Regions from separate parts of the Rattus norvegicus genome. Here region 1 is linked to region 2. The links are chromatin contacts, called in public Hi-C maps. All regions are on one chromosome and are shown on one strand. Each heading gives the region's core, a stretch centred on a gene start, on an enhancer-like site or on the middle of the called end of the contact. The rest is flanking DNA. Distances are from core to core; before and after follow the strand shown. Region 1 holds the start of Fat3 (FAT atypical cadherin 3). Region 2 overlaps Fat3 (FAT atypical cadherin 3).

What was found. Hi-C and Micro-C count contacts between places; a contact is called where the count stands out from the background.
Region 1: a contact with region 2 is called in a Hi-C map of frontal cortex, with 2.3 times the contacts expected there. The contact joins the promoter of Fat3 here to the enhancer-like site in region 2. A contact is called at or near these places in 1 of 12 Hi-C or Micro-C datasets (frontal cortex) and 1 of 1 datasets of contacts at active chromatin or transcription factors (oligodendrocytes).

The regions. Positions count from the first base shown.
Region 1 is chr8:21,551,937-21,558,661 of GRCr8, reverse strand. It overlaps Fat3 (FAT atypical cadherin 3), which reads left to right and starts at 3,422. Exons shown (of 28, transcript NM_001413472.1): 1 at 3,422-3,602.
Region 2 is chr8:21,077,381-21,084,334 of GRCr8, reverse strand. It overlaps Fat3 (FAT atypical cadherin 3), which reads left to right. Exons shown (of 28, transcript NM_001413472.1): 7 at 6,028-6,167. Among named protein-coding and RNA genes, the nearest start is that of Mtnr1b, 150 kb to the right of the region's middle. Within about 2 kb of position 2,289, at least 6 of the 93 cell types and tissues checked have an H3K27ac peak or open chromatin away from gene starts, as enhancers often do.

The sequences.
Region 1 (6,725 bases), core at 2,173-4,672, 470 kb before region 2:
GGTTTCTTAATAACTCAGTTGTATTACATGATGCTTTTCTAGAAATTGTCTTGGAAGAGAGCATGTAATATTTTGCTGAAAACAGACACTTGAGAGGACGTGTGATGTTTAGAAAGAGTATAAACAGAATCCCACATACACTGACAGGATACTCTTGCATGGCTGTGCTGTGAAGTGCTTTGCTGAACTTCTCTGGTCTTTGCTGGTTCTCGCTGGTGTTTGCTGGTCTTCACTTTGTAGAGAGAAAGTTACAAAAAACTTCTCATGGTATTCTGGCTTCTTCTGCCTGCTTCTGCTGACTTATGCCTTTATCTACCTGTCTGTCTGTCTGTCTGTCTGTCTGTCTGTCTGTCTGTCTGTCTATGCTGATTCTGACACCACTACTGATTTGGGTTTGGTGTTTGGTGTTTGCTGGTATCTTGACAGCAACGAGTGGAATCTCCTCAAGGAACTGCTACTTCTAAACAGGTTACAAAACCCTTGTCATACTAACCTTTCCCCCTACCTCTGGTCAGCGGGTTAAAGGGGAAGATGATACATTTAAGAACCCTGAATAAAGTAGGTTTTGAAAAAAGTCTAAGCCTACATAAATCTTAAAGCTTTTTTGGTGGCAAAAATTCTGGAGTGTGTGATCTCAGAGGCACAAGAAGGTCAAAGAGCCAGGACCAGAGAAAAGAAGTTTGTACAGCCAAGCTGATGACTGCCTCCTACAGCAGGAGCACCCCAGAAGCCATGTGGAACACTATGTGCCTCCCTCATCTGTAGCAGAGAGTCATGCATATTGCCAAACACTCTCAAGTCTTCTTCACAGAGGATCTCTCAGTGCCTAATCTCCTACTTGTCTAGGTTTGCATTTATATGGGCATTTCAGGAGACTCTGGGTGGAGAGTGAGCTGTAAGAGTGGTCCAGGCTACAGCACTATTACTACGGCTTGCAGGAATCCAGATGAGAACGCTGTTTGGTCAGTGGTCTGGAGGGAGAGATAAGGCCCAGAGGATGTGGAGTGAGACTTCTGAAGTATGACATGATTATAGACTTTTGGTTTGTCGATCTCGGGCTCTTTCCTGTGTTGTCAAGTCTAACAGAGACCTCTCATGCGTTCCCTTGTTTATTATTTGACTATTTAATATATTTATTCCCTACACTAGGATTTATACAGGGTGCTGTGAATGGAAATTTAAGTATTATACATCTCTTTGTTTCCTTCATTAAGTTCATAATTTTATCAATGATGGGACCCCAATATCACAGGTCCATAGTAGATTATGTTATAAAAAAATAGTTGTTTTTCTGATATCAACGAGGGTGTCCCACTGAATGAACCATTTCACCCCCTTGCAGACAGTCATTTTCCCCCAAGTTGCCACAACCCATTTCTGCCCGGGGAGTAGAAACCGTTTACTTTACTACCTACGCTCTGCCTGAAGGCAGGAGGCAGAGAGTTAGACAGATTTCCGCACTTATGGGTAAAGTGCCTCCGAGGCATAAGAAAGTCTTTGGAGGGGCTGGACTCCCTTAGCATCCGTGCTTCTTCTGTTACCTGGCCAGCTTCCCAGGAAGGAGGTGGAAGATGGCCTATCCCGCTGCCAACACCAGCTCCCTGTGCATCCCAGGAGCTATCCAGCCACCAGCTGACTCGACCGAAAGTGGCTGGCTCCAGGCTATAACTCTCCTAGTCCTTCCACAGAAGCACTAGAATGGGAAATGCTTGATTCATTAAAATCTTTGATGTAATACTAGCAGCCTTGGGTCAGTCACAAGGAATACACCATACCGGGAGCATATTTATTCCGCAATAAACTTTTAATGCCCAAGAAATTGCCTGGATAAAAAAAATAAAATCAGAATAAAATTATGCAAAAGACATAATTGGAGAGCAGGTAACTTTTCTTCTGGCCTTTGAGACGGTGAAGCCCTGGATAGCATCATGCTTCTGGCCTGGAATTAGTTGATGTATGGCTAGCTGTCAGTATTCCTTAGTATTTCCATTAACCGCTCAAGGCAAGCGAGCAGAGCATGCAGTGCTTTATGGGGCAGTCAAGGCAGTGCAGAAGGCTGCAGAAGGCTTTCAAGGGGAACCTCCCACCTACTGAGAGTGGAGGGCTTTTTAGAGCCTTAAGGACCCAGGCTTGGGAGAGGAAGACCAGAAAGGTAATTCTAGGAGCTCTTCAAAGGTGACCAAGCACAAAGACTTTTAGCAGCGACAGACCGTGCGCCCCAAAGGGAAATTCAGGGGGGAAAAACCGATTTTCTCTATAAAGCATGTTTGCAGGTGCATCTCTCTTGGAGTTAGTGCTCAGTCCCAGAGTTCCAAGGGAGCTGCCTGGGAGAGAGCACCCTAGAAACCACCCCCTGGGATGAAAGCCTGCTTTAGACAGAAGTGATTTGCTGTACTGGGGTGGGGGTGGGGTGAAGGCGTGGCGCTGGCGCGAGTTTACCCGGGCAGGAGGTTGTTAGGGATGTTTCAGAGCTCACAGAACCGGAAGATAGGCTGAAGTGTAGCTCTACTGGAGCAATTGGAGGGGGGCGGAGGGACCTGAGTCCTCAGACTTGTGAGGATGATCCAGAAGTTAAAGGAACTAGAGAGTCCACCAGCTGGTGCTGCCTGACTCCCTGGAGACTGTTCACTCACTCCTGCTCTGAATGTCTTCACACCCCACGGTGTTGCAGAATGGGTGGGGGTGATGAGTCATGTTACTTTTTAGTCTGATTCTCTCCCACACAAAGGTGATCCCGGTAATCGGAAAATGTGTGGGAAAAAAAAATGCAAGTCCCGTGTGGGCAGCAGGAGGCACAATGTTTAATAGTTATGCCCCACTGCGCTTCAAAGTACCCAGAGGAGCTTGGGTAAAACCATGTTGGCCTCATCGTGCCTCGGTTTCCTCATCTGGTCCGGAGAAGTCTAGTGCACTCTAGGCAGAGGGCTGAAGCGCAGGGCAGCTTGAGTGCGGTGTGTGCGTGCTCTCTGAAAACGTCAGGCTGGCTTTGGTGCGTTCTTCCAGCCAAGCTATGGTTGGAGGATGCCTCTGCTCTAAAATTAGTCCAGCTTCCAGGCGAGGCGCCCAGAGCGTCCTCCTGCTGGCCGCCGGGTCTCCCTGCCCCCCTCCTGCTCCCCTTGTCTTCGGGTGGCGCTCGGAGATCTCTGGTCATCCCCCCACCCCCACCCCTCGGAGGACCGGGCTCTGCGGGAGGGAGGAGACAGCGAAGCTAGGGGGTTGGCAGTGCGGCTGCTGCGGCGGCGATGGAGAACCCGGTGCCGCTCCACAGTCGGCAGTAGCGGTGCAAGCTGCCTAGAGCAGACGCGAGAAATCGCTCCTCCCGGCAGGCTGCGCTGTGATCAGGGCTGCGCGTTGGGACCTCGCTCCCGGGTTCCCCACCCCTCCCGCCTCCATCCTCCTCAGACTCCCCTCCTCCGCCGCCAACCCGCAGCAGTGGCGGCGTCCTGAGCGCCAAGCGCCTCCGCTCGCCGCCCCAGCCTCAGCCGGGAGCACGCGGCGAGCACTGCGGCGGAGGCGGCGGGGTGGCCAGCTCGCCCTAGGCTTGAAAGGAAGACCACCGAGGACACGCCGGGTGCAGAGGAGGATCGCTGACCGAGGCAAGGGTGCGTGGGGATTTTTAGCATGCTTGTTCGGGTGCATGGTGCACCGGCTGGGGTGCACCTTTCTCAGAACAGCCTCAGCTACCTGGTTACAGAGAGGCTGTGATGGGTGGTCCGGAAAGCTAAAGCTCTCAGAGAGAGAGAGAGAGTGGGGGGAAACTTTTCACCATGTAAAGTTCCTGCTTGGTCGCTGCCTGGAGCTGTGGTCATTACAGCTACCAGCTGGAACCCAGGGAGACTTAGCCCTGCGGCAGGAGCCAGGAAATGGCACCGGAGTTGGTTAAGTTTAGGGCTAGGAATAAGAGGAGGGAGGGCTCGCAGGTCTCTGCACGGAGCTCTGAGTCCTCACTGAGCTTTGGCCGCTGGCTGCAGGTGGATGAGATCAGGCTGGGTTGCTGGCGCTTGCAGCACTCAATGGGAAGAGGCGCTGAAGCCAATGGATGCACTTGCAGGACCCAGAGGCGCAAGTTGGGTGCATGCTAAAGGAGGCTATGCGCGGAGCAAAGAGCCCAGCCTCCACTTCCACGGAGCAGAAAGGGTAGCCTGGACTGTTCGCTGGTCCTCTGTATACGTCTGAGTCTTGTCGGGTTGTGAAAGGTTCTAAATGACACCCGACTTTGAACCGGTGCGACAGTTTGGCCGAGATGCCAGGAGCGGATCCCTGTTGTTTTGACGGGAAGATGAACACGAATGGTTTGGGAGAACGCATGATTTTTGGCGGGCGTCAGGACTGGCTGTGCTATTTGAAAAGAGAATAGCGCTAGTCTGGTCATCCCAGGGATGCTGAACAGCCCTTGCTGCTCCTTGTGGGCACGTTGAAGGCTCAGTGTGGCGCGCCGCGAGTCCTTTCCCGAAGGTGTGCAAAAGGAACCATTGGCTTGCCGGAGTGCAGTTGGGGATCTTAGGGAGCTGGCTGGAGGTGACAGAGGGGGAGTGGACAGATTTCGCGTGGCGCTTGGTGAGCGAGAGGACTTGACCAGCTGGGGTCGCTGAGCTAAAATGCATCAGGGCAGGCTGGAGAGAGGTGGCGAGCCCGGGTCTTTTTGGCAGTATAACGCGGTCACTGTTTCTCCCACTAGCCGACTCTTGTCGCGTGTATTTTCGGAAATGTTTAAACACTGGCCAAGATTAGACTTTGCGGAAAGCAACTTATGTTGTTTTCCTCTGCCCAGCTCTTGGGAGCTGTGGTGCGCTCGGAGAGAGGGTGGGATGCAGAGGGCCGGGTGTTGCACGGAGCGCTGAAGGCACATCTCTTGGCTCTTGCTACCAGAGGAAAGGGGGCGCTCCTAGATGTACGTGCTGGCGATAGCACCCACCTTGAGGTACAATAACGAGCAAGCTCGGAAATGAGGGTATCCATAAATGAACGTGAAGGTAGGAATAGGCTACAGAGACAGAGAAGGTGCGGAGGTGGCTGGGAGTCTCCCAGAAGCAAGAAGCACTGGCATGCGCGTCCTAGGGCAGCCAGTGGCTCCAGCCTCCCTCAAGGAGACCCACGTCGCCGCCGCTTGCGCTCCGGACCTGAATCCCGGTGGTGGTATTCCGTTATCCTCGGCACAGCGGCTGGAGGGAGGGACACTGGACTAGGCTGAGGATGGAAGAACCCTTTCTCTGCCTTCCCTTCTTCCCCGCCCCCAGACTCTGGCGCGTTTACTTCCAAGTTGGATTCCACTTCCATTTACAAGTGTCAGACAAATCGCGCCAAGCACCCGCTCTCTCCCGCTCAGCCAGAGGGGGGAGGGAGCGGGGCGGGACCCGTGCGCCCACCGGGGTCGGCTCCCGAACGGCTCTCTGAAGTGGTTTCCTAGCTTTTAGGCCTTCGTGTTTAAAAGGTCTATGTATATATTTAAAAAAAACCTGCAAAGCCCACAGCACTCGTGGACACTCGCGTCCCAGTCTTTTATCCTCCTTTTCATCCACACATTAATTTTCTGGCCCGACGCTTGTCTTTTCAAAAGCGAGTTTGGGCGGTGGGAGGAGGGGCGGGAGCTGGCCGCCAGTCCACCTCTGTGGCTTTGAGCTCTGGGCTTTGTTGCCAGGATTTGATTGCGCCCGGGCCGAGTTTTTTAAAAAAATGTAGAAAGACAAAACAGGCCAGACATACTGCAGGCAAAGCTGCTTGATTCAGGGCATGGAAAGGGAGAACTGCCATCCAGGAATGGAGGACCCAGAGGCCGGCATCTCAGAGAGCACACGGGTTCTCTGGCTGCTGCAGGAGTCCAACTCCGGGTTACCCAGTGCTTGAGTGGGGGCGGGGATGGGAAGTGGAGGAGGGAGCTCAGTCTGCTGTGGAGACTGAATCTCATCAGAAAGAAAGGGAGGAGATGGGAGGGAGAGAAGAGACAGAGCGGAGATCGAGAAGTAGAAATAATTAGCGCTCCTAAAATGTGCAGGTCATTGATGGCTTCTATCCTACACTCCAAGCCTCTTTCTGTTTGCTATTATTATTAAAAATTGGACAGTTGCACGGGGAGACTTAAAAAGTAAAATTTTTAAAAAAGCATGCAAGGTAAACAGGGCACCAGGAGACAAAGAGTTTTTTAAACGTATCATAACTTCTCCTTGATATGATTTTATGTAGTTGGGTTGGTGTGGGTGAGGAGTTCAATTGTCCTTTTTCCTTAGCATTGGATAGGGAGACAAGTTGCTTTCGAGAAATAAAGCAAATAATCAAAACCAGTTAGATCAGGAATCCCCATTGTCCTCTCTGGAACTTGGACAACAAATGTGGTTGGAGTGGGTTTCTCTGCACTGTGCACCGGAAGGAGAAAGTTCCCAGGACTGTCCATGTTATAACGTCTTCATATCTGAGCCGTACAAAACTCGGAGTGAGAGACAGCTAGCAGTGAGATGAGAAACTGGTCAGCTGCTGAGCTGGCCCCAGCGCTCCTCACTGCATGACTTTCACAGCCAGCGTTTGTTGACTGTAGACTGGTTTTCCAGTCTCCACCCGCTCTCTGCTTCTTTCCATTTTTATTTTTTCTGGCTCCTGGCAGAGACATTTTGGGAATTTTTAAATATTCAGGACCCAGTCAGTCTGTTAAGCAGCAATTATATTTGTGCTGAGCTACTAAGGAATGAAACGAGTAGCAATAAATGGGAATGGGGGTGGGGCACCCACTGACC
Region 2 (6,954 bases), core at 1,040-3,539:
TTGCAAAGCATCCCTGCTGGCTGTTACTTGTCCAAGCTGGCCACGCATAGGAACTCGCTAGCTACCTTTCTTTGATGCTAAGTGTGGTGGATCACCTGACCCCAATTCTTTGGGTCAGTTTGTAATTCTTCAACATCTCCACAAGTATGACTAGGTGTACGCTAGCATATTGCTAGGAGTGCTACTTGTAAGACTATTCATGGGTTTTTCACATCCTGTACTACTGTACATTTTCATTTATGCGTGTGCCATCTCCATTCTTCATGCTCAAGGTCAAAGCCCATATCTCCATTCTCTCTCTCTTGCTGGAGCTATGCTGCTTTCTACTCAGGGTGAATGAACTAAGATACGGAGACTGGTGGTGATGCCTGAAGCAACCATGTTAACCTCCTGGCCCTACAGATGGTCTATATGAGATTCCATTTTATGCCAACCCCAATAGCTTCAATAGTCCAGGCTGTTTATAGAGACCCTCCCTCTGCATCTGCATTCACAATAATCCCTAATCCAGAAACCATATGCAAAGTGCGGCCATAACTATCATGGCTCCTTTATCCTTGTACTCCTAAGCACTTTCCTTCTCCATAGATTCTGCTTCCCCTCACCCCCACCTCATCCATTCTACTGTACGAATGAGAGGAGTTTTCTCAATGAAGGCTGCCAGGACTGTCCCCTGATCTGGAACCCTCCATCACAGACATTTCTCTGTGAATCTGATAACAGATTGCTAAATTTCTTCTACAAATTGAAGTTACTGGGCCTCCTGCCCAAACAGATCATGATTTTATTTCCATCCCCAGGTTCAGCCAACAATGTCTTTAAATGCCAGCTCTGTGGAACTTTGAGTCATTTCCCAGGTGCTGGTGGTTTGCAGTAGAGATGATCGCCTTTATCAAATCTCCTACAAATATGGCTCGCCTGCCTGAGTCATAATTTACCCGCTGTGCTGACATCCTCTTCCTTCTTTTAAAACCTTTTGTTTGCTTTATCAGCCTCAGGTGTTTCATCCTCACTGTCCAATTTTACCCCTTGTGAATCTTCCTTTCCCCCTTGCCTAAGCATCATCACTGATCAAACTAGCACAGAGGGAACTGAGAGTGGGCAGTGCCCCTTGGCACCTAATGCCCATCTGTGAGCTCTGCAGGGAGACAGAGAATAAACATGAGGTAAGGAAGCTCAACATGGATTCAAAAAGCAGCCTCCTGCTTGAGGTTTTGTCCAAATCCTCTTGTGAAGAATAAGTCAACCCAAGATCACACCATAAATCTAGTGTATTCGGACACCCTTGAAGAACACACTGAGAGGCTTAGGGCAGAAAATCCTCATCTGGCATGCCCATCTTTAAACTGCTCAACCTGGTGAAACCTCATTCAGGAGACAAAGATGGTGTTTCAGCCTGCCTTTCCTTCCCCTTGAGAGCATATTCTCACTTGCACATTTTCAGACTTCCAGGGCTCTGATTTTGACTGAATTTCCTTACCTCCTACCAGAACACAAAGTCCCAGGAACTCCGTATGAGCAGCATTTTGTCCCCAAGCCTAAACACTTGCGTTTTTCTCAACTCCAAAGAAACTGGGTTTCTTCTGTAGTGAGATCCTTCTGCTCTCAGAAACAAGCCCTACTTATAACCAAGCTAAGAAGCTGTAATTAAAAGGCAACATAATAAAGTTCAGCTGTTGTGGATTTAAACAGCCCAACACACAGCATGCTTCCTTTCCTTTATAACAGGGAAAGAAAATGAAGGGAACAAAAATAACCCACAATCCTTTGCGGCTTCGCCAGGTATCTTCACACTTCTCAGGAGGCTCTGGCGTCCCCTCAGACATTCTTTGATTTACATACCTCCAATGTGCAGGCAATCTGGTTCTCAGCTCAGCCCCTGAATCCTATCCTGATAGCAAATATTTGAATTGTAAAGGCTGCCATCATTAACAACTTTGTATTCAAAACTGAGGCATGCTGCCTTCCAGTTTTTACCTGACTTTAGTTTTTACCGAATCATCGTAGAAACATGTTTCACCTTCCAAATAGGAAGCACACGAACTTTGCTCTGATTTGCTTTCTCAGGAAGGAGAAAGGGTATATTAACATGAATCTCTGTTCTAGCCTCTCAGACATCTTTCTGTGCTGCAGGTAGACAAGGGCTACCTTGGCCCTCAGTCCACATAAGGCTAGTCGTAACTCAGAGCTTGGGCACCTCTGGACTTTTCCTAACCTGGCAGCCACATTTCTCCATCACCACCTCTCACCTAGCCAGTATCTAGAGAATCCCCATCTGTTTATAACTCAGCTGCTCTCCCAACAGAGTAAATTCTGCTCAGCTAGTCAAAGGACATCAAACACTCCATTCCCCTTACTCTGCTTTCATCCCCTAACTTGATCTCAGGCAAGACCTGCTTTTCTTTTTGGCACTGATCTCATTTATGGAATCATACTGGAGAAATTTTAGAAAAACAATTAAGGCCCCAAACTACTTCATATTAATTATCTTAAGAAAAGGGGCCTTGGACTCAAGTCTAGGGTTTTTCTGTTGTTACTCCTTCCTACCACCCTTTCCTGCCCTCCAGCTCCTGCCCTCCATTGAAATATCAGCCTGCTGTGTGCTTGCTTCATTCCAAGGCAGAAAATTATTCATGATCACACCGTCACTGGCACAGAATGTCTTTCCTTCAGTTGGGTGTACATGCTGAACTTGAACGAACAGCTTGTGCACGGCTCCCTCCGTTCATTGAGATTCAGTTGCTCAGGGTTTTGGAAGCTTCTCAGTCACACCTCCCCCTGGGTGACTCCTAGATTTGGGTTGGCATTTTTTCAATTACATGGGCAAGAGTGGAGTTATTTTCTAGAGGAAGAACCTGGACGCTTCTCTACAGGAGAATCTGTTCCATTTTCATCCCTGAGTCTCTTAGCAGAAATGGCACCGGCAGAAGCCTTCTCCTTGGTCAGGAGTGTTCAGCATTTTGAGGCTAAGAGATGATGTAATCTAAAAGTCTCAAATGGGATACCCACCTTTAAAGAAAAGCTCAACTCACTCATTCCCCCAGCGAAATGGACTGTAGACGGGGGCTGCCACTGTTTTTATTCGCATCCTATTTTTAGAGCCTTTTCAGGACCCTCCCCCTTGATCCATTAAATTTTATAATATCGTAACAGAAATCCAGGGTGCCTCTTCTGCTCCTTTTTATTCCATGACACCTGTCTTGACTAAAAGCAGTCAAGAGGATTGTCCCTAAAGTGAATGACTGTCATGTGGGCTGTTCACAACCTCGCTTTTAACTATCTCTGCCGCACCCACCCCACCCCCCCGCAGCAATGCATAGGCTGTGACATTTCTGAACCCCACCTTTTTGGGACTCGGGCCAGCTCTGCAGTGTCCTTTTCTGCCCACCTTTTATTTGGCCTCATGCTGTTGCACCCAGCACACTCTGGCTTTGCATGTTCTGTTACTGGCTCTGAGGAAGCACATCTTGTTTAAACGGAATGTTGAGAGTGAAGTTGGACTCCTTTGATTGATAGTCTCACCCCAGATGATTTGGACTTGTTTTCCCACAAAATTGAAATCACCTTTCAGGCTAAAAGGGAGCCCGGATAAACATGACCTGGGGGAAAGGCATGGAGTCGTTTATGAAATAGGATGCTTAAGTGTAGGTTATTAAATTGTGTGTGGGTTGATGGTGAACGGCTGGTCTAGATTCTGTGTCCCTTGTCAGAAATTCATTTGAAAACTTAGGAAGATTTTGATTTAAATAAAGTCTTGGCTTAACTAGGAGCAAATGTCTTTAGAAAAGAGAAGTATAGTATGCTGGCCACATTAGCGAAAAGGTGCCAAAGATGCTAATGGCCTCTCTCTCTCTCTCCTATGGAATCAGAAGTTTCTCATCTGGAGCACCAAATACACACATGGCACATCCATGCCAAGAGGAAAAGAGAGGATTATAAAAACAAAACAGAAACTTGCGAAAGTGACCAAAGTATTAACAAGAACAAAAGTTATGAAAAAGCATACAATCTACACCACATAAATATGCAAATGTTTTCAGATAGAGAGAATCATTTGCACAGTTCTTTGTTTGACCCACAAATGTTTGCCTTTCTTGAATAACTGACCCTGGAGAATGAACACTACTCCCCCAAAAACAACAGCTTAAAATAAAAGTCTCAGTCTCTATATTTGGGAAAGTGAACAGCACCGCAAAGTCTAAAGTTGGCTGAGCTGGGATTAAAACCGTGAGGTAATACTCCCCAGAAGCCACTTGAGAAGTCCGTATCCTTGTCTTCACGGGTTCTTATCACTTTTCTTTGAGGGTTTCCATGACAAAGGTTTTTTTGTTGGTTGGTCAGTTTTGGGTTTTTTTTCCAGCATTTACCTCTTATAGGTGAATGATTTGCCTTGTTACGTGAGATGACTTGCCCACACCACCCACGCCACCCACCCCAACTTTCTGTTTTATTTCACATGTTCCTTGAGAACACATTCTCTTCAAGGAGAGGCATCCCTCTAAGACCCACTTCTCTCCACATGCTAGGAACCTCCTCTTCTTCGGAGCACTCGAAACCCTTTTTCTGGACTTAGCATCTCATGCTTCTCAGTACATCAATTAAATGACATTAATTGGAGGATGAGTCTTTAGATGAAGTTTTTGAGAACTATATCATCTCTAAGCAATTCTCCGGTACCCCCGTATCTCCACAGCTTTAATTAAATGTCAAAGACAATTATGTTCTCTCCAGTAGTTAAATAATACTCAGTGAACATGGTACCTGCATCGGTTGGTACTTGGAACACACATGACTACATTTTTAGAAAGTAAACCTTAGTATTTACTTTTGTCGCTGCAGGACAAATGCCAGTCATACGATGTGACTCTCCACCCCTTTCCTCATCCACCCACTTAGGATTATAATATTGTAATCATGAAAACATAGTGCTCAAGACAGAAAAGTAAAATGAAAGACTATAGGATATAAGTAAAACCAAGCTTTTCTTTTCTAAAATATGAAATTCAATAAATACATTGCCCTACATACTAAAGTTAAATGAAATTACCATCCGAAACTGAATGTATTTCGCACATGCATTTTCAGACAAAAATAAATAGTGATGGTGAACATATACTGACATTTAAACTTTTTTTCAATGCTTAGACTGTTATCGTTTCTCCCACTTTACAAATGTATCCAATTTGGAAGATTTGTAAGTGACAATTCTGTTCAGAGACAAAAAAGTCACAATTCTAGTGCTATCTTAAGTATGTCATTCAAAATAAAAGAACAGATGACAATTTTTCTAAACCTTTGTGTAAATTGCCTTAGAAGTCCACTAGTGTTATATTAGCAATATAACATCTATTTACCTCTCAGAGTTTATGTCAATGTGTTGTGAAATCATCATCCTCTTGGGAGAGAGTTCATTTACACTGCCAAGTGGTCAAAAACATTTCTCTGAATATCGAAATATTCAGAGATATTTCATATGAAATTCATTTTTATAATTTTTCTTATCTTCCTGTATTCATAATTTTATTTCTGACATTTAATTGAGGGACTTTAAAGTTCTAACCAGCCAAATGTTTACCAACAATCCTAGAACAGACCTAAAAGTTTCAAATCACTTGTATTCGTTGTAATTGGAATAGTTCTTCTTATTTAGAATGTATTCTTCTAGAGAAAAATCTAAAGTGTTCCCCAGGTTCCCAGCATGGTGGCTGAGACAGGCTGGAGGGCTGTTGATCTTCCCCCTCTGCCTTTTAGGGATCAGCTTCTGCTCCACCTCTCTAACATTACTGTGGAGGGTTTTATTTACAATACATTGTTTTTGGGCATTTGTTATGCTTATAGAGGATGGCCTTTGAAATATAAATTAAGATAGAAATAGTAAAGTCCCATTAGAGCTTTATGAAATTGAGCCATAGGGATGCCTGCCAGAAAATAGATCTATATAAAAGCACCCTGTAAAGATATATGCCTCCATATACTTAATATCTTCTCAGATGTGCTAACTTTGTGTTGTTTCTGTGAAATCATCAGGGGGGAATTTTGACAGCTCTTTTGATGCAGAGAAGGGTGTTGGAACAATTGTCATTGCAAAGCCTTTGGATGCAGAGCAAAGGTCAGTCTACAACATGAGCGTGGAGGTCACCGATGGAACAAATGTTGCTGTCACTCAGGTAAGATGTTAAGCTACTAACAACAATGTGTGAATATCTGCTAAAGAGAAGAACAGAAGCCATGGAAAAATAGATTCAGGGAGTAATAAATTATGGACATGGTTTCTTTTGTTCAGAAAATTGCTTGAGTGAACAACTGAGACAAAGGGTTCTATTGGGGATACAGAATTTGGCTGCTTCGTGCAAGTCAACTGTGGTTGGTTGTGTATTCAAGAGTGATGTGGATCTGTTTCCTGGTCATTTACAGTAGGGTTCTCTTTGACAACGGTCAACTTACAACGCATGTTGTCTGTGTTAGCAAAGCATGAGATTCTTCCCCTCCTCATTTCATGTCACTGAAATTTAAAACTGTAGATACCTAAGAGTCCATATTCAATTACATACTGAAATGGAAGTTACAGAAGCCAAGATCAAACAGCCTCAGTAAAGGAGAAAAGTGAGGGCTGGGTATTCACATAGCCTTGTGCTGTGGGTTCTCTATCCCAACTGCACACGGTACCCTCTGACATAGAGCCTGGTATGAGCAGGTCCAAATAGCTGATATACAGCCCCAGAGGTCCTAGTGATGCTACCATACATCTGGGGTTGAGAAACTTCTGCTGTGCCTCTTCAGTTCATATGAAAGACGCTGAGAATGAGAAGAAAACTTCTGGGCTTCTCTGTGATTCCAAACCCCTCAGAACATGTTCCCAAGTGGGACTAACACAATGCTAGTAGCACTTAGCACAGTGGATTTACCTTGAATATAAGATTTTGGGGGGGTTGTTATTCAGTGCCTTAAACCCAG